Linked DNA regions of Mus musculus: regions 2, 3, 4 and 5 are each linked to region 1. A link is a contact called in public ChIA-PET, Hi-C and HiChIP or PLAC-seq data. All regions are on one chromosome and are shown on one strand. Each heading gives the region's core, a stretch centred on a gene start, on an enhancer-like site or on the middle of the called end of the contact. The rest is flanking DNA. Distances are from core to core; before and after follow the strand shown. Region 1 holds the start of Egr2 (early growth response 2). Region 2 holds the start of Reep3 (receptor accessory protein 3). Region 3 overlaps Jmjd1c (jumonji domain containing 1C). Region 4 has its middle 46 kb from the start of Gm51769. Region 5 has its middle 14 kb from the start of Gm51769.

Region 1 (3,311 bases), core at 295-2,794:
CCCCTCCCTCTGCCCGCGCTCTCCCCGCCCCCTCCCCTCCAGCTGCTGCTCAGAGCGGGCGCCCTTCCCGGCGTGTCTGGGCGGTCCGCTGCGTGGGGGCGACCAGATGGAGGCTTGGACACTCACCCTGCCCGATGCGCATACACACACACACACACACACACACACACACACACACACACCACGCTCGCTCCACTTCCGCTACACACTCTCCCTCCTCCGCTGCCCTCTTACAAACCCACTCAACACACCTTACGCTACACACTACACACCTCCTCCCTCTTGACAGCGCGCGTGTGTGCGCCTGCCTGCCTGGCGACAGTCAGGATATCCTAGGAAGACACTGCCTTCATCTTCACAACTCACCAACCCCCCGCACCCCCCCCACGGGGAGGGGTGCATCCTACCACCCGCGCCTAAGGTCTACCCCAGGAATAGCCCCCCCCCCACGCCCTTGCTTAGAGCTTCCTCTGCGCTGAGTGACAACAAATGGCACAGTTTCTGGTAGCCATGGCCCCCACACGTGTTTTCCCCGGCAAATAAATAAGTCAATAAATAAACAAGCCCTTCCAGGAGAAAGCTTCCTGCTAAATGACCAAAAACTTTTAAGAGAGCTAAAACTGCTGGCCCTCCGGACACTCGGTTCCCACCTTCCCCACGCGCCCAGCCCTCTTCCGATGCGCTCTGGCTACTGCAGGGTACCCAAGCCCGAGGCTCCGGGATCTACGTAGCCTGGGATAGCAGACGCAAGCTGGGAAACTGCCCTGCCCTTCTCAGCTTCAAAGTCCCGCAGAAAAGGGATTCAGACCGGGCTAGGCTGTTCTCTTTCTTGACCCACGCTACCCGGAGCAGCGAGGATCCCCAGCGGGCAGGAGCCACGGCGCCACGCCGTGGAGGGAGCGCGGCGCTGCAGGCGCTCTCCCGCCCATCACCTGCGATGCCCGCGGCCGCAGCGCGCCGGCTCCTGCCCTATTGGAGTACGGTGGTCAGGGGAGCCCCAGTGCCACCAGGAGCCGGCTTGTCGCCGCTCTCTGAGCAGCGCTGTTCTCCTCGTGCCAACCGTGAAAGTTGTTCTCCCGGGAATGGTCCTCGCCATTACTTCAAACGCCCAAAAGCATTATCTGGGAAAGTTTCTCGATCGTGCTCTGCGCGCGATCTCCTTTCCAATTGGGGATCAAATTCAAAGGGGACAGGAGAGAACGCTCAGCGAAACCTCTGTGGGTATCCCACCCTCTTAAAAACCCTGCAAAGCCCTGTTTCGAAGGGAGAGGGGGGAGAAAAGGAAGAAATAGTGGTGCTCTTACCACGTGCGCCAGCCCGCTCCGCCTGCGCTCCGGCCAGTCCCGCGGCCCCCGCGCTGACCACAGGCAAGACGACGCCTCGGTGGGGAGCCCGACTCTCATCTCCAGCCTGGGTAGGGAAGAAATGGGGGGTCGGGTTATGCAAATAGAGGTCCCGGCGGTGGGACTCAGGTTACGGGTCCCCCACCAGCCCCAGAGGTGAAGCACCCACCCGCGCGGGAGGCGCGGGCCCTGGCGACTGCTGGCGCTTCGCTGCCGTCGGTGCACGTGGGCGGGAGGATTGCAGCAGCCGCCCCTCTCCCCCGCGCTGTCGCCAACCCCGCAGGCTGCCGCCTCGCGCCGCCCCGAGGGGGAGCTCCCGGGCGGCGGAGAGAATGGGGAGCAGGGAAGCCAGCCCAGGGCAAGACGCCCGATGATGGTAGAACTGACTGGAGCGCGGGAAGCTGGCGGATTGCCGCTACCAACCTTCGCAGAGGAGGACAGTGGGGGTAAGAGAAGTGGTTCCATACCATCAAGGAGTCTAGAAAGGGGGAGAGGGGTGGGGGGGAACCCTGTGGAAGCTGAGCCTTCCAAGAACTCTCTCACCTACCCTTAAGAGCTTCGCTGGACCCAGCTATGGCTAAACATGGGGGAGGGGAGGCAGGTGCTAATAGAGGCTAGCTGCCCCGAGGCAGGCCAGGCTCTGAAGGATGCCCGGGGCCAGTCCCTCTCTCAGCCTTTCCAGAACATCGGAGGAGAACCAGTCTTTGATAGCCTTACTTACCCCCCCATACCCCACTTTCTTCCTCCCCCCTTTAAAAAAAAAGTACAAACCTTTAAATGTAGTCAGCGTAGATAATGGAACAAAATCAAGAGCACATATTTCAAGCCAGCCCCAGCGAGCTTAGACAGATAAGTTCAGGAAAGCTAAAAGAACTTGCCTAAAGTCTCGCAGCTGGTGATTGGTGGTCCAGTTCAAATCTGCTGCCCGGTCTTCAGGATCCAAGTCCCTTGCCCTGGTCACTATGCGGGGTGCTCAGAAAGCCTGGCTCACCCCATTAGGGAAGAACACGCCGACTTCATCAATTTCATCTTGCTTTGGCATTTCAGAGGAAAGTGAAGCTGAGGTGGTAGTAGAGGGTGGCTACAAGGCAAGAGAGAGGGGGCTGTTACAGACAGACCCCTTCAGGGAGAGGGAGAATTCCAATGTAGCGACTCTGCAGACCTGTTCCAGGGAAGGAATGACCAAGCATATTAATGCTGCTGTCTTAAGAGAACCCAACCCCATGGTATCCTTCCTGGAGGCAAGGAGGGGTAAGAGGAAGGCAGGGGGTGTGATTCTGTTCTACGGAGAGGAAGAACCCTGAGATGTGGGAGTGGAATACCAAGGTGAGACCAGGATTCCCTACTTTGGAGCATTTGAACTGTTAGTGTTTAGATAAAAATGCAACAAACAAATGACGAGAGAGAGAGAGAGAGAGAGAGAGAGAGAGAGAGAGAGAGAGAGAGAGAGTTGTCACTACATGTGAATAAGACACTCCAAAAGATATCAAGTCAGGAACAATTTGCTGCCAGACTCATTTGCTTTTTCCAGAGGAGGTCAAAAAAAACCCAGGAGATTCCTTTGATGCAGGCTGCCTGGGATGAGGGTAAAGTAGCACTGTGGGCAGTTGGGAGATGGCTAGAAGGTCCTAAGGAATGCCTTGTCAGGGTGGTTTTGGACTTTCTTTCGGTCGGTCTCGTAGCTGTTCTACAAAGTGTGTTAACAGGATGATGGTTACTCAAGAGACACGTCAAATGATTTACCACATGCATTTTGATGTGCCAAGAAACGTGTTTGGATATCTTCACATGTGATGTCATTTTCCTCCCACCTGCGACTGCTGGTGGAGAATGGGAGATGCAGCCAAGGTTAGCATCCCCCTTAACCATAGACGCAAGCAAGGACCAGATCTGCAATTCTGATGGCACAAAGCACGTGGCCTTTAAAAACCAGACAAATGCTAACTGACAAATAGCTCCCCACACCTA
Region 2 (3,311 bases), core at 571-3,070, 440 kb after region 1:
AACAACGAAGAAAAGCAGCTTGCTAATTTTTAATTTTCCCCCTGGACTAACCAACTCACACCCAACTCAGGTATGACTCAAAAGTACTGGAGTTCAGCTCCATTACCTATGAACCATGGGGATCACTGGCTACAGAGTTAAGTTCTCTAAACCTCCGTTTCCATGGTACCAAGGAGAATCAACACTCCAGGGCTGTCTGGGGCGGCAGGATGACTCAACAACACTGTAGCAACCCAGGGTAGGTAGGTGGTTTACAACCCGTGGCTTTTTGAAATAGGAACAAGGGGGCTGTGTCCTGCAAACAATAACAAGAGCCATCACCTCTGCAAAACAGGCAGAAGAGACTAAATGCGGAGGGGTGAAAGGAGTCCAGAAACTTAAGGGATAAATTATGAGGGAGGGTGGGGGGCAGGGAATTGGGGGGGGGGGATTTAAGAGGTCAGAAAGGTAGAGAATGGGAAATAAAGCATCCAAGAAAAAGATGCAATTCAGTCAAGGGCACGAAAACACACCTTAGCTCAGGAAAGAGAGGAGGGGAAAGATATGTTAAGGATGAGGAACGAAAGGCTGTAAATAAAGACATTACAAGACCGCTCTGCCCATGGAAGGACATGAAAGGACAAGGAAGGTATGTGCCAGAAAAACTGCTGCTTAGAGGGCAAGCACATCTCCCCAGTAACGCTGAACAATGGTCAAACTAAATAAACCAGGACAAACGCAATCACCGCAGCCCCTGAAATAAAAACACACATTCTTAATGTAAATAAGCAAAAAAAAAAAAAAAAAAAGGAACGGAAGAGCAGAAAGCAGCGGAGGACTTCTCTTCCTGGTTCTGTGGAAGGAAACCCCGCAGGCCTCCACCTCCTCCACAGTGCTGGGATCACAAGAGCTCACCACCATCCCTCCCCTGCTGCTTTCTTTCATGGCCAAAATTCTTCTTAATTTATAGGCCTCATGAACTACAAGGCACTCATGGTAACCTATCCCTGTCCCTTGATACCATCCCAGGCAAATCCGACTCCTTCCTAAACACATTAATTAGCAATACCTTACATCATCCTTGAAAAGCAGGAGGTAAGCAAGAGTATTATTAGCCTCTTTTTATTATGGGGAAACTGGGGAACAAAAAGATTAAATTACAGTACGTCCCAAAATGAGCCATCATATTTTCTAGGACTTTAATTAAAGGCTCCAAACACCACATTACAGACATTATTCTTTCTAGCTTAGAGAACTTTTACTATTGCTTCCACCAGGGGACCAAGAAAAAAAAACACCTACAGTAACTTAAAAGGTCAGCTTAAAATTTTGGACAGTGTTAAGAGGTAACACACACGCGCGCGCGCGTGACGGAAAAAAAAAATAAGGACACTTGTAAACAGCACCACGGGTCGGAAATCCTGGGTCCACGTTTTAGGCTGTGGGGCAGGCAAGACAGACAGGAGTTGGCTGACGCTGATGGAAAAGGTGCCCCAAGGGGCCCAGAACAGCCTCGCCATCCCTGCAAACCCATCACTCCAAACGTGACCCCCGACGCTCTCCCTTGGCCCCTGCATTGCACCACGAGCCTCGCCGTGCCAACCCAGGCCTGTGGTAGGCCCTGGCTGCCGAGCCTCGGTGAGCACCGGAGCCGCACCTAGCCAGACACTTCACAATCCCGGCTTCCCCCGCCCCCGGCCTCGGCTCCCACGCGCTCTCACCGCCCGCCCGGAGTCCCCCGGCCCGGGGAAGCGAGGTGACCGCGCAGCTCGGTGGAGCGCAGCGCCCGCGGGGTCCCGGAGCCGCCGCCTATCAGCGGAGCGCAGGGGCGGGGCCGGCAGGGCCGGCGGGGCCGCGGGCGGGGGCGGACGGGCGGGGGACCGGGCTCCGGGCGGCTCCGGGCACCGCGCGCACACACCGGGCCGGCTCCCGAGGGCGCCAGCGCGGCCCCGGGGAGCGCGAGCGGGGAGCGCGCGGCCTGCGGTCAGCGGCCCATCGGCCGAAAAGATGGTGTCCTGGATGATCTCCCGAGCCGTGGTGTAAGTACGGGCGGGGAAGACGCTTGGGGCCCGGTTGCCGGAGCCAAGCTCACGGGCCGCGGCCTGCTCACCCGTGTCCCAGTCGCTGCGGGGCTCCGGGGCGGCGGCGGCGTTGGGAGCAGCAGGGCGCGGGCGAACGGACTGGCAGGCGGTGGGCTCTGCTCCGTGGAGCCGCTCCCCGGCGCGCGGCGGGCTCTGCTCGGCTTCTCCTCGGCCTCCCCTCCGCTCCTCGGCTACGCGGCAGGCGCTGCTCCGCTCCTCGGCTCCTCCGCTGCCCGGCGCTGCGCGCGGCGGGCTCTGCTCGGCTCCGCGGCGCGCTCCCGGCTGCGGCTCCCGCTCCCGCGGCCCGCGCTGCGCGGCACCGCCCTGCGCAGGCTCCGCCGACGCTGAGCGCGGGAGGCCGGCGGGACTCCGGATGCGCCCGAGCCTTTGTCACCAGGTCTACCGCGTTGCGGTGTCTGTCCGCGGCGCACGCCGCTTGGTCACGTGTAGGAGGAGGAGAGATCGGTGTCAGAGCCCGGGCTGCAGAGTCTTGCTCAGGGGTCCCGAGGTGACCTGGGAAAGAGCCTGCGCTAGAAAGGTCGGGCAAACGCTGACCGTGGAGGGCCGTGGGTGGGAAGAAATGTTTGCAATGGAGAAGGCGCAGGTGCCAGTCCCCTTTGTTCGGGTCATCTCCTCAGTTCACTGATTGTGATACAAACGAGAGCTGCGGATGGGGAGAGGAGGGGGGAAAAGTTGAGATGTGTTGTTTAATCTGCAAAGGTATTTGAATACAAGTTAAACCGGTTCTCTTCCCATCTTTCACCTTACCCTGTGCGCTCTAAAGCAAAGTCACCAAATAAAGGGCCATAAATTAGGTAAAGCCTGGGGGCGGGAATTCATTATTCATGTAGCAGTAGTGTCATCTGAGTACCTTAATGAAATGTTTATATGAGGTTAACAGGCCTCGCTGATTAGCTTATAATTTGAAGGGAGAAAATGACATTACTTGGGCATTATTATTTTCACTACGGAGAAGGAGCTAATTTTTTTTTAACTTGCTTTTATTTCGTTTGGAAGTGAGCTAGGTAACCTAGTTTGCAATGCATTCAAAATTTGCTCTTTCATAAAATGTCCTTTAAAGCCTCTGAACTTCTTGTATTCATCTTAAAGCCACAAATAAATAAAGTTATGCCACGGGTGCCTTCAAATTATGTTTTGCCTCTTCCAAGGCAGTCTTCGGGTTTCCACATAATCCAGGCATACTTTCTTAACCTACCAGAAGTCCCTCCACTATTTTGGCCTAGCCCCTCA
Region 3 (3,311 bases), core at 210-2,709, 350 kb after region 1:
ACAATGTAAACATTTTTAAATTTAAAGATTGCAATAAGCTAGAAGATTAAGAAAAATAGGTTATTATTATCTTTTACTTTGCTAAAAGACAAGGAACTTAATTTTACTTATCACAGCATCTGCATGTCTCTGTCTATATATTACACATGCCAGGAACCAGCCAGAGCCAGAAGAGGGCATCAGCTCCCCTAGAGCTGGCCTATAGGTAGTTGTGACCTGCCTGCCTCCTGTTGGTGCTTGGAACTCCTCCAGGCCTCTGCAAAAGCCCCAAGAGCACTTAGCTGCTGACACATGTCTCCAGAGCCAGTACCTCCTGCCCCCACAAACACACTTTTCTGCTTTCTGAGACAGTTTTCTTATGTTGGCAAGGCTGGCCCTGAATGAGATCCTCCTACTTCAGCCTCCTACGTCCCAGGATCATAGATATGAATCACCACAAATTGTTTAATAGTTGTGATGAGTTTCTTTACATAATTTAAATCTATTTGTCTACTGGAAAACCTATTTCCCCTCAAGATGCATTTACTTACTCTAATAAATTAGTTAACCTCATAAACAAATAAGTATATGGCAAAACAAAACCAAACCCTCAAATACATTTATAGATAGGTGCAGCCCTGAGCCAAAGATGAACAGAAGTAACCCTGGTGTCTAGACAATTCTCCTCTAACAGGAAGCTGTGTTCACTCCTGTAATCCTAGCTATAGCCAAAGTGTTCCTGTCTCACAACAAAGTCCCAGCACAAATTTATTGCTAAGTAATGCTATAATCAAAATATACTGAATGCCCTGAATATGAATGAAGTTTAATGAACAATTGGTGTGCAGTTCCTTACCTGGTATGGCTGAAAGGCACTATCTTCTGTTAAAAAATCCAGTTGCTTATCTATAAGGAATTCTACTGCAGTGATAGAACTAGGTATACTATTTTCAACCAATGGTTTGAAGGTCTGTCAAAAAAGAGAAAAGTTCTAATGGTTATTTTCTGGTTGTATCCTCAAAGTGTTATACAAAGGGTACATGGCAATATAATGGTTCAATAAGGTCGTCATAATGGTATAACCTAACGTTTTTATTAAAACCATAGAATACTTTTTATTCATTAAAAAATAATTAAACACAACCATAATTAATAAGCTGGAAATTATACTGTATCATGCTATAGACTATTTCTGAAAGACTACCAAGCACACGTGTATGTTTCTGCTTAACCCTGAAAACATGAAAAGAAGTCAACCACATTCACCCCTGTTTACTCCTAACTAGAGATGTTAGTCTAATTTTCATACTGAGATTTTAACTGAGCAGAAAGCATCTGACCTTACCCCACCCCTGCCTTGCTCCCAGAACAACTACAGATGCAGTTACTTCAATGAGAGCAGAGGGCAGCAGGAGAGACCAGTGAGGAAGAGCAGTCCCCACCAGCCCTGTCCTGTCTCTAGCTAGCACTGTCACAAAGCAAGTCTGAGATCACACAGCAGGCAGTGAGGTGGGAAAGTTAGAGGAAGGAAACAAGGGCACAGTGTTTGTTTTCTTAAATGACTATCACCACACTCTCATTCTTAGCAGAGTCAGAGTCAGTCAAAATTAAATGTATTCATGTATCTACTACTGTTTGTTCTAAAAGCTTTAAAATGAAAAGAAAATTCTACCATCTTAAAAAGTGTGGCTTTCCTAAGAAAGAATCAAAATCTGAAAAATGCAATTAAACAACTAGGCTTCTAAACTGCATATATGTGTACCAAAAGAACATTTCCTCATGACAAGGCAACTTGGGTACCATCTGGACACAAAACAACACTGTTGACCAAGACAGTACGTATCTCCCAGATTCCAAAGCTGTTGGTGCTCCTGTCCACCCTGTCTTGTAGCTATTATGTCTTAAAGAAATACAAAATACTCTGGTTATTACACAAAAAAAGTTTCAGTTTGAAGGGGTTCTCAAAGAGCTAATTTTCTACACTTAAGAAATTCTTACCAGGAGTTAAGTGGATTCATTAGGATGTATATTTTAAACATATCTCATTTCTATTCAATTAATATTCCTGAGCAAATAACATTTTCCTTATTTGAAAAAAAATTGAAAAATTACAGTATGTATCTCTAGAACCATCCCCAAAACAAACAAAATCTGTCTCTTCCATTTATTTTTAACATTTATGATAATTGAACCTAGTTAGAATAACTTTCTACTGTGTCCCAGCCTAACCTTTTAAGTACTAGATGTTCAAAATACTTTGTGTGAGAAATTAACTTTCAAAATAGAAAATTCCCACACTAACTGTACATCTATCATTGCCTGCTACCAATATTTTCTATTTCTTGGGCCTAGATTCCTAATATTTCATATAATTCTATCATTTTTTATAAGAGAATGTACTCGCTTAAGAGTTCATGTTATCTGATTATATGAAATATGTTAACATGATAGCTATCAAGTTAGCGTATTTCTACAATGAAAAATTTTCATATTATACTTCTACTTGTTTAGCATTGGTAAATGAGAGAACACTGGCTCCTTCTCAAAAGGACTTTCAATCTTTGGACATTTTCTGTTTCTTGTCCAAACACTTCAGGCCAAAGCATCAAGGATAACCCCCCCCCCCCCAAAAAAAAAGACTGGCTAAAGATAAAATTCAATTTAGCAGGACTGGACACTAGCAACATTAGCCCTAAGTACCTTTTTCTTATGCAAATAATACAGGTGTTTTGCATCTCCTAAGCCCCAGTCATTTTATAATATCAAAAACATTCCTGCGAAGATCTTCTCCAGAGCCCTTTTTGCAAGGTGGGCCGGCTTCAGGGGTAAAATTCACCAACTTAACATAATTTAAATTACTCCAGTTAACTTAGAAAGAGGATTAATTTCTAGATAACACAATTCCTCAAAATTGAAGGTATTTAGTTGACAGTCCTTGGTAAAATCTGGCTAGTAAATGTGTATGACAAATAGAAAGGCTAATTTACAAGTGACCCCGTGTACAGCTCCATTTAAACCTCACATAACACCCTCCCCAACCAGAGGTGCTCTACAGTGCCTGTTAAAGAAACATTAAGATATATTAAATACAAATCTGAAAAGCAGTTAAAAGAAACCATGATTTCTTAAAGTGGCAATCAACTATGTAACCATAGTAATTTTTGTACTTAACACACATCAAAAATTAAACAGATTCATGTTAAAATGGAAACAAATGGATTTTGTAGCTTTAATAAAGTTTCTCTGCTGTAGGTGCTCTGGAATGTACAGACAGTAGAACTCATGCATAACTAATTCATGACTCTAAAGACATTCTATGAGGAACTTCCTCA
Region 4 (3,311 bases), core at 274-2,773, 300 kb before region 1:
AGCCCAGGCTGGCCTCGAACTCAGAAATCCGCCTGTCTCTGCCTCTTTGTAGAGACCCCTTCAGGCTCCCATGGAAAGATGACCTCCCGCTTCCCAGCAGCCTTCTGGGCAGTTCTGGAATCCTGAGTGCTCCCCTATTCTTTGTGCACCAATAATTGTCACTTCCTTTCCATCTTCTGGAAGATCACCAAACATCTGCCGATCGTTCTGGTTTTGTCTTCATTTTGGTTTCTCTTTTATTGTCTTTACAGATACTCCAGCAGAATTTTCAAAGGAAGTGTAGACAAATGTATTTGCATAGTACATTGTTTTGGACTCGTGCATAATTTGTATATGCAGGGACACATGTGTGCACACATGCATAACTACATGAACCAGGCTTTATATGACATTGGATTTTGTCATATATATGTATATATATATGTAAAATTAAGTATAATTATTATATATGTCATATATGTCACATATATGTCATATATGTGTCACATATATGTCATATACACACACGTATATACATATATGTCACATGTATGACAATTATACTTATATACTCTTACATTATATACATAAATATATATCATATATGACATATATAGTAATTATACTTAAATTATTAAAAGTATGATTATCAAGGGGGCACAGGTGTCCCACTTTACGCAGAAGATCAGAAGACAACTTTCTGGCCGAAGACCTTCCACGTTAATATGAGTTTCAGGGACCATCGAATCCTGGTCCTCAGGCTTGTGCTGCAAACGTCTTCTCTGCTGGACAGTCTCACTGTATCCCAAGTCACCCCAGTGTCATTTGCCTCTCCTTGCCACTGTGTTAATGGAATTCTTTCCAGAAGAGCTTTGAAAGTCATTTCTCAAGGCCATTGTAAAAGAAAAGGGTTGTGTGTGTCTTTCAGCTTTTTAGTGTTTTGGAAGTAACATTAGCTGGGTGTTTGTTAGTGTCTTTGTCTCTCTGCATGAAAGAATTAATGATTCAAACTCTGGGGCTAATGTGATTTACACATAGCACTCAGTTGAAATTACATTTTAAGAATAGGAAATATTATACACGAAGATCACCTGACTCTGGACGGTAGTGTCTTGTTGTTGTTTATTATTTTTAATTCTGAACAATATGAACCAGTATATTCTTATCAAACTATTGTGTTCCATCTCAAACCCTAAGGGTGGGTTGGCGCAGGACAGTAGCTGAGGCTGGAATCAGAGTGGGCAAATGACCCGCGAAGGAAATGACCATCTTATGTTGGATCTCAAACCTCCCTAATAAATATTTATCCGTTATTGCTAGTTCTATGAACACTCACAGGATACAAAATTCAGATCTACGGCCCTGTGAGGACTGTGGGAGCATCCACGTGCGGAGGGAGGACTTCTGTCTGCTCAGCCCAAGATGAAATGCCGATTGAATTGAAATCGGCACTTTCCAGGAGGAACGGTGACTCACACTGAGATGACCAAAATGGCATCTGGTTCCCATCGTCTTTGTTTCGTTCTTGGACTCCATTCAGAGGCACTTCCTTCCAGCTGGGCCTTTCAGTGGTATAATGTGAAGGCAAGATCCACAGAAGTGGGTTTAGAGGAGGGAATTAAAGAAGAAAATGCAGCGCGCGGAGGAGACGGTGGAAAATTACACCCAGATGGGCGCGGGAGCGGATGGACACACACCCGGATAAACATGCGCCAACTGAGATAGTTTAGAGAAACGGGGCGAGGCGACGTATACGATCTTTAATAGGGGGCAAAGAAGGTTTGATCTGGATGAAGGGTTTGAAGGCAATCTGCACGTGAATGTCATTTCTGTCTCTGGCCTGGGAAGCGATATTGTAGGTCCTTCTTTAAATCATGCCTTCTCCATGATTTATCATCAGTTCTGCAGACCAGCTGCGACCTCCACGGTGACGCCCGTTTTTCTGGCTCAGAGATGGAAAGGTTCTGGTAAACTCCCAGGTTTCCCAAGAGGTGGGGCCATCACCTAGACAGGTGGGCTGGGCTTTGTTGCTGGACCAAGCAACTCATCAGACAGGCCACAGGACAAAGGCTGGAAGAGGCAGAGTAAGAAAAAGAAAAAAAAAAAAAAAACGTGTCCAAACTCCCTTCTCCTGTTCCCTACCCCAGCAGGGCTTCAGCCAAAAGGAGGATTCTTTTACAAAGAGACTCACGTATTCTAGACTCCTTGTACCTAAATTAATTTTTTAAAAATCAAAATATCACCAAACTTGTCTGATCTGCTCGTCTCCAGAGGCAAGCAGCAAGCATGTCTGGAGGGGCCACAGCAATGATAGAGATGGATGAATATTGTTTGTTCTTTGGACCATTGTGGCAAGCTGATCCAAGCCATGAAAAAGTTAAAGGCTATTCACTGAGCGTTTGTCTGGATGGCTATAATGACATGTGTCAGTGAACACTGCAAAACAATGCTACAGCACAGAGGGTTGTATACCCCACGAGAGGTACAGATAAAGCTAAAAGCATGTGACCTCTGATTGTATGAAACTTCCAAGGACAGCACAGACGTGTGTGTGTGTGTGTGTGTGTGTGTGTGTGTGTGTGTGAATTCTCATTACCCAGATAAACCCAGAGTCATCTCGGCTTTACATTCAGACCAGGAATCCATGAATCTAGGTGCCCCTGGGACCTGGCAGGCATCATAAATATATGAGTCTAGCCAGAGGCCAACAATTAGAAATAAGAGAATCTGTGGTGAATGGAAAGCCACAGCCTCATTGGAAGATATTCAATTTTATGTTAAAAATGGCAGAATCAAAGTGGCTCATATTGGGCCTGGAAAAATAGATCTATTGGTGAATGGTGGGTACGAGCCCTAGTTTAATCCACAGAATCCACAGGAAAATGAACAAGCAAAGAGCTAGGCATGGTGACCTGCACTTACAATCCTAGTTTCAGGGAGGCAAAGACAAGCAGATTCTTGGGGCTTTTAGCCAGCCAAACGAGCCTGCTTGGCTAATTCCAGGCCAGTGAGAGACCATCTCTCAAAGTGACGACAACAACCAAACAGCCAACCCAAGGTGGTGATGGGAAGGGGCAGCTGGAGAGATGAATTAGTAGTTGCGAGCACTTGTAAAAGCATTTACAGATGACCCAGGTTCAGTTCCCAGCACCCACATGACCCTTTACAACCATCTGGTAGAACTGAATCAGCTGTCTCCAGGCAGACGGAGGAGTTAGCGTCGGGGAAAGCAGGCACTTCAGAGTTGGGCTCCTGTGTAAGATCTCATGTGAGGAAAGACCTCCCACTCCACAGCAGGATGACATCACTGAGGACACTCTGGCCGTCTCCTC
Region 5 (3,311 bases), core at 251-2,750, 270 kb before region 1:
ATCTTACTGTTGGAAATAGGGAGAGATCAAAACCTACCCAGGTAGTCATAGAAAGGGAGGGGACTGAGTAAATAAGCCACACTGTGGTCTCAAAAGTGCACGCCATCTCTGTCCAGATCAGTGAGATGCCCACTGACAGGGAACGTTTGCCAAGACGTGTTAAGTGTAAAAGAAAATAAGCCAGTGCAGAGCATCATCTGATGTAATAAACGTGTGTTAAGTATGATGCAATAAATGTGTGTTGAGTATAGTGTTATAAACGTTTATTGAATAATCCTGGAGTTCTCGGGATGAATGGAGGTTGCTCTTCTTACAGCAAGAGCTTGGGAGACCCTTTTCTTCGCATGCACCTTCCAAATCATATGCTTTCTGCTTGATTCATTCATTCGAAAATTTGAATGATGTTTTTTTCAAAAGTCATAATAGATGTCTGTGTCAGGGCTGAGGAGATAGATGGTTTGGTGGCCCAAGGGCTTGGCTGGCAGACGCTGGACATACGTTTGGATTCCAGCCCATAGGTACAAGTTAGATGTGGTGGTGCGTGCCTGTAATCTTAGAGCTATCAAGGGCAGGTCTCTCGGGCTTGCTGGCTAGGCAGCCATGCCTCAGTGATGACCTTCAGACTCAGTAAGAGATTGTGTCTCAAAATGTAAGGCGAAGGGTGGCAGAGGAGGACAGCAGATGTTCACCTCTGGCCTCCAAATGCACCTGCATAGTCAGGAACACTCACACGACTTGTGCACCACAACACACACACACACACACACACACACACACACACACACATACACTTGCACGCACACACACAGATGTATGGAAGGCACATGGGAATTGACCAGAAAAAACTCAGTGGATCTGGCCTGCAGAGACCTCACGGAGACTCTTGGAAAGATCAGAACCCTCAGAGGTGGAACGTTTTTTTTTTTTGGAGCCTGCTGCCAATTCCCTTGAAAATCCACCAGATGGCACACACACAAGAAAATGCTTCTGGGAGGAATTTGGGAGGACTAGGTACCAAATCAGGGTTGGTGCAGAAAGAGAGCTCGGGCAAAGCAAACCTCTCCACACTGAGCCCTGGTGGTGCACAGACCCCAGTCCAGCCGTGGACCTTCAGAGAAGCAATGTGTCACAGGGCAGCTGAGTGAGATCTGGGACTCTTGGTGCTATGTTGACTCTTGGAATCACACAGTCATCTGCCAATCACAGTTTCTGTATGGATGTCTTCTTGAAGGTTCATGTCTCCACTGTAGAATCTTTTTCTTCTTCTTTTTTCTTTTTTTTTATTTTTGCATCTAATCTTTATGAGAAGAGGTATTTGTTTTTTGGTAAGCCACATTTCTTTAATTAAAGGAGGAGCGTTGGAGTGACCCGCTGCAAGAAGAGAAAATGCTGGTTTCACAACATGCAGTATTTATGAGGGGCTTTGCCCGTGGACGGCTAGGAGAGGCCAGCCCCGCCCAGTTGCCTGCTGCCTCCCGGGAGACAATTACTGTCCTGCATAACAATTTGAAGCAAATTTCGGATGTGGTCGAGGAGAGCCGTTGAGGCCCTCTCTCCTGCAACCGTTTCTGCTTAGATTTCTTAATTATTTCCAACTACTTCCTTTTTCTGGGCCTGTGGCCTTTTGAGTTCTGCGGGGTCCTAGACAGCACAAGCCTCCATCTTCCCCCAGTATTTCCGGGGGTAAGTACTCTGGAAGAGAAGAACCCCAAGCCAAGTTCACCCATTACACAGACACATCCCTGACACCCCCCTCCCCTCCCACTAAGAAGAAAGGCAGCCCCTCACCAACCCATTCAGCAAGGCTCTCCTACTCTCCCTCCACACCCAGAGGACATCCCTGGTTGGCTATGAGTCTCCACATGGAGAGTCTTGGCAAGTGGCTTTTCTCTCTCACTTTCTTGCTGTGTTATGTCCAGTGGGGACTCCCAGAAGATTTTTGTATGGTAAGATAGGGCTTCGTAAAACGGAAGTAGCTGTGTGTAGTAGCATCCAGCCTGTAATCCCAGCACTCAGGAGGCAGAGGCAGGAGGAGTTTGGATTCAAGGCCAGCCTATGCTACCCCTGGAGACTTTGTCTCAAAAGACCAAGACCTGAGAGTGTGGCTCAGGAGGTGTTTTAGGGACACTTCCAGTTGCCACACTGGAGAGTGTCAGTGCTATTGCCCTGTGGGCAAGGTTGGTAACATGGAAAACATTAGCAGCAAGCAGTATATTGGACCAAGGGTAACGGGCCGGGTGTCAGGGGGCAGGGGGGAAGGGTGTGTCGCACCCCAGCACCGTGTTCGGGGGTTTAGGATGTGCCACATATCCTGACACTTTCCAAGTGTCTTGAGAACCAAAATTATATAGTTAAAAGAATATTGTGGTAGGCAAAGAGGGTTCACATCCCTGGAGCACCAAAAGACAGAAGCCCTGGCAGAACCAGCTGGTACCCTTGAACTTGTGTCGGTTATAAATGAAGTCTATGGCAGAGCTAGAAAAGCCCTTGATGGTGGCTTTGGCGATGCTGATAGAGAGAGAGCCAGGTTATCTTGAATCAGTGTGGCCAACCAGTGCCAGTCAGAAGCCATTACTAATCCCCTGACCCAGGTCAAGAGGAAGCAAAGCTCTAACTAAAGCGCTGGCTCTCCATAACGCTGCGAAGACCTTGGAGTGAGAGCTTCTCACAGCATGCTGACAGAGGCCCCAGAGGTCTGCCTTGCCAAAAAGCACACACCAAAGCCAACACCTCCTTTCCCAATCTCAAGCTCCAATTATTTGCGTTTTAAAGCTCTTATTTCTTGATTTATATTTTATTTATTTCATTTGTGTGCAGGTATATATGTATGTGCCTATGCGTGTGTGCATGTGTGTGTGTGTGTGTGTGTGTTCATCCACACTCAGGTATACACAGAGCCTGGTGGCAGACCTTTGGGTGTCCTGCTCGATGGCTCTCTTTATCCCTTGGAGACAGGGTTTCTCACTGAACCTGAGGCTACATTGGCAGCTTAGCTTGCAATCCCCCTGTCTCTGTCCCCTACAGCACCAGGGTTACTGGCGCACACAGCTATGCCCAGCTTTTTGACATGAGTGCTTGGGATTTGAACTCAAGTCCTTACAACAGGAAGCAATTTTACCTACTGGGTTATCTCTTATCTTCCAACACTTTATATTTCCCTCACGGGTCCACAGAACCAAGCACAGGTCCAGGTCCACATGCTGTACAGCAGGTATTTTTTCGACAGACCATCTCTCAGCCTTTCTTTCCTCTTGGAATGGACTTAAATACATGGTTATTACCAAGCCAGGAACTAGAGCCTAGTTCTCTCT

The links. Hi-C and Micro-C count contacts between places; a contact is called where the count stands out from the background. ChIA-PET counts read pairs in DNA pulled down with a chosen protein or histone mark. HiChIP or PLAC-seq counts read pairs in DNA pulled down with a chosen protein or histone mark.
Region 2: a contact with region 1 is called in a Hi-C map of nephron progenitors, with 9 times the contacts expected there. The contact joins the promoter of Reep3 here to the promoter of Egr2 in region 1. A contact is called at or near these places in 3 of 39 promoter capture datasets (the HPC-7 cell line, liver and pre-B cells), 9 of 484 Hi-C or Micro-C datasets (the C2C12 cell line, Sertoli cells, adipose-derived mesenchymal stem cells and 3 more) and 3 of 115 datasets of contacts at active chromatin or transcription factors (epiblast stem cells, memory CD8 T cells and pancreatic cancer cells).
Region 3: an RNA polymerase II ChIA-PET map of memory CD8 T cells shows a contact between it and region 1, with 52 read pairs. The contact joins the enhancer-like site here to the promoter of Egr2 in region 1. A contact is called at or near these places in 1 of 39 promoter capture datasets (pre-B cells), 4 of 484 Hi-C or Micro-C datasets (LSK cells, nephron progenitors, pre-megakaryocyte-erythroid progenitors and 1 more) and 1 of 115 datasets of contacts at active chromatin or transcription factors (memory CD8 T cells).
Region 4: an H3K4me3 HiChIP or PLAC-seq map of neural progenitor cells shows a contact between it and region 1, with 13 read pairs. The contact joins the enhancer-like site here to the promoter of Egr2 in region 1. A contact is called at or near these places in 6 of 39 promoter capture datasets (the 3T3-L1 cell line, the C10 cell line, cranial neural crest and 3 more), 8 of 484 Hi-C or Micro-C datasets (the C2C12 cell line, CD8 T cells, bone marrow-derived macrophages and 4 more), 12 of 115 datasets of contacts at active chromatin or transcription factors (bone marrow-derived macrophages, craniofacial prominence, embryonic basal ganglia and 6 more) and 3 of 9 other capture datasets (adipose tissue, liver and macrophages).
Region 5: a contact with region 1 is called in an H3K4me3 HiChIP or PLAC-seq map of bone marrow-derived macrophages, with 9 times the contacts expected there. The contact joins the enhancer-like site here to the promoter of Egr2 in region 1. A contact is called at or near these places in 14 of 39 promoter capture datasets (the 3T3-L1 cell line, the C10 cell line, the HPC-7 cell line and 7 more), 2 of 15 datasets of contacts at CTCF or cohesin (large pre-B cells and pro-B cells), 17 of 484 Hi-C or Micro-C datasets (the C2C12 cell line, the HL-1 cell line, the HPC-5 cell line and 13 more), 18 of 115 datasets of contacts at active chromatin or transcription factors (the NIH/3T3 cell line, acute myeloid leukemia, bone marrow-derived macrophages and 11 more) and 4 of 9 other capture datasets (adipose tissue, embryonic stem cells, liver and 1 more).

The regions. Positions count from the first base shown.
Region 1 is chr10:67,533,732-67,537,042 of GRCm38.p6, reverse strand. Egr2 (early growth response 2) reads right to left here and starts at 1,544. Exons shown (of 4, transcript NM_001373983.1): 1 at 1,513-1,544; 2 at 1,305-1,410. The coding sequence starts at 1,403. It overlaps Gm32255 (a long non-coding RNA gene), which reads left to right and starts at 863. Exons shown (of 4, transcript XR_380523.3): 1 at 863-1,789.
Region 2 is chr10:67,095,497-67,098,807 of GRCm38.p6, reverse strand. Reep3 (receptor accessory protein 3) reads left to right here and starts at 1,820. Exons shown (of 8, transcript NM_178606.5): 1 at 1,820-2,018. The coding sequence starts at 1,987. It also overlaps a transcript of Jmjd1c not described here.
Region 3 is chr10:67,187,374-67,190,684 of GRCm38.p6, reverse strand. Jmjd1c (jumonji domain containing 1C) reads right to left here. Exons shown (of 26, transcript NM_207221.3): 3 at 836-949. Among named protein-coding and RNA genes, the nearest start is that of Jmjd1c, 62 kb to the right of the region's middle. Within about 2 kb of position 1,459, at least 62 of the 459 cell types and tissues checked have an H3K27ac peak or open chromatin away from gene starts, as enhancers often do. A contact at or near this core is called in memory CD8 T cells, where this site is marked.
Region 4 is chr10:67,834,798-67,838,108 of GRCm38.p6, reverse strand. No RefSeq gene overlaps it. Among named protein-coding and RNA genes, the nearest start is that of Gm51769, 46 kb to the right of the region's middle. Within about 2 kb of position 1,523, at least 30 of the 459 cell types and tissues checked have an H3K27ac peak or open chromatin away from gene starts, as enhancers often do. A contact at or near this core is called in neural progenitor cells and uterus, where this site is marked.
Region 5 is chr10:67,803,025-67,806,335 of GRCm38.p6, reverse strand. No RefSeq gene overlaps it. Among named protein-coding and RNA genes, the nearest start is that of Gm51769, 14 kb to the right of the region's middle. Within about 2 kb of position 1,500, at least 50 of the 459 cell types and tissues checked have an H3K27ac peak or open chromatin away from gene starts, as enhancers often do. A contact at or near this core is called in the HPC-5 cell line, the HPC-7 cell line, acute myeloid leukemia and 5 more, where this site is marked.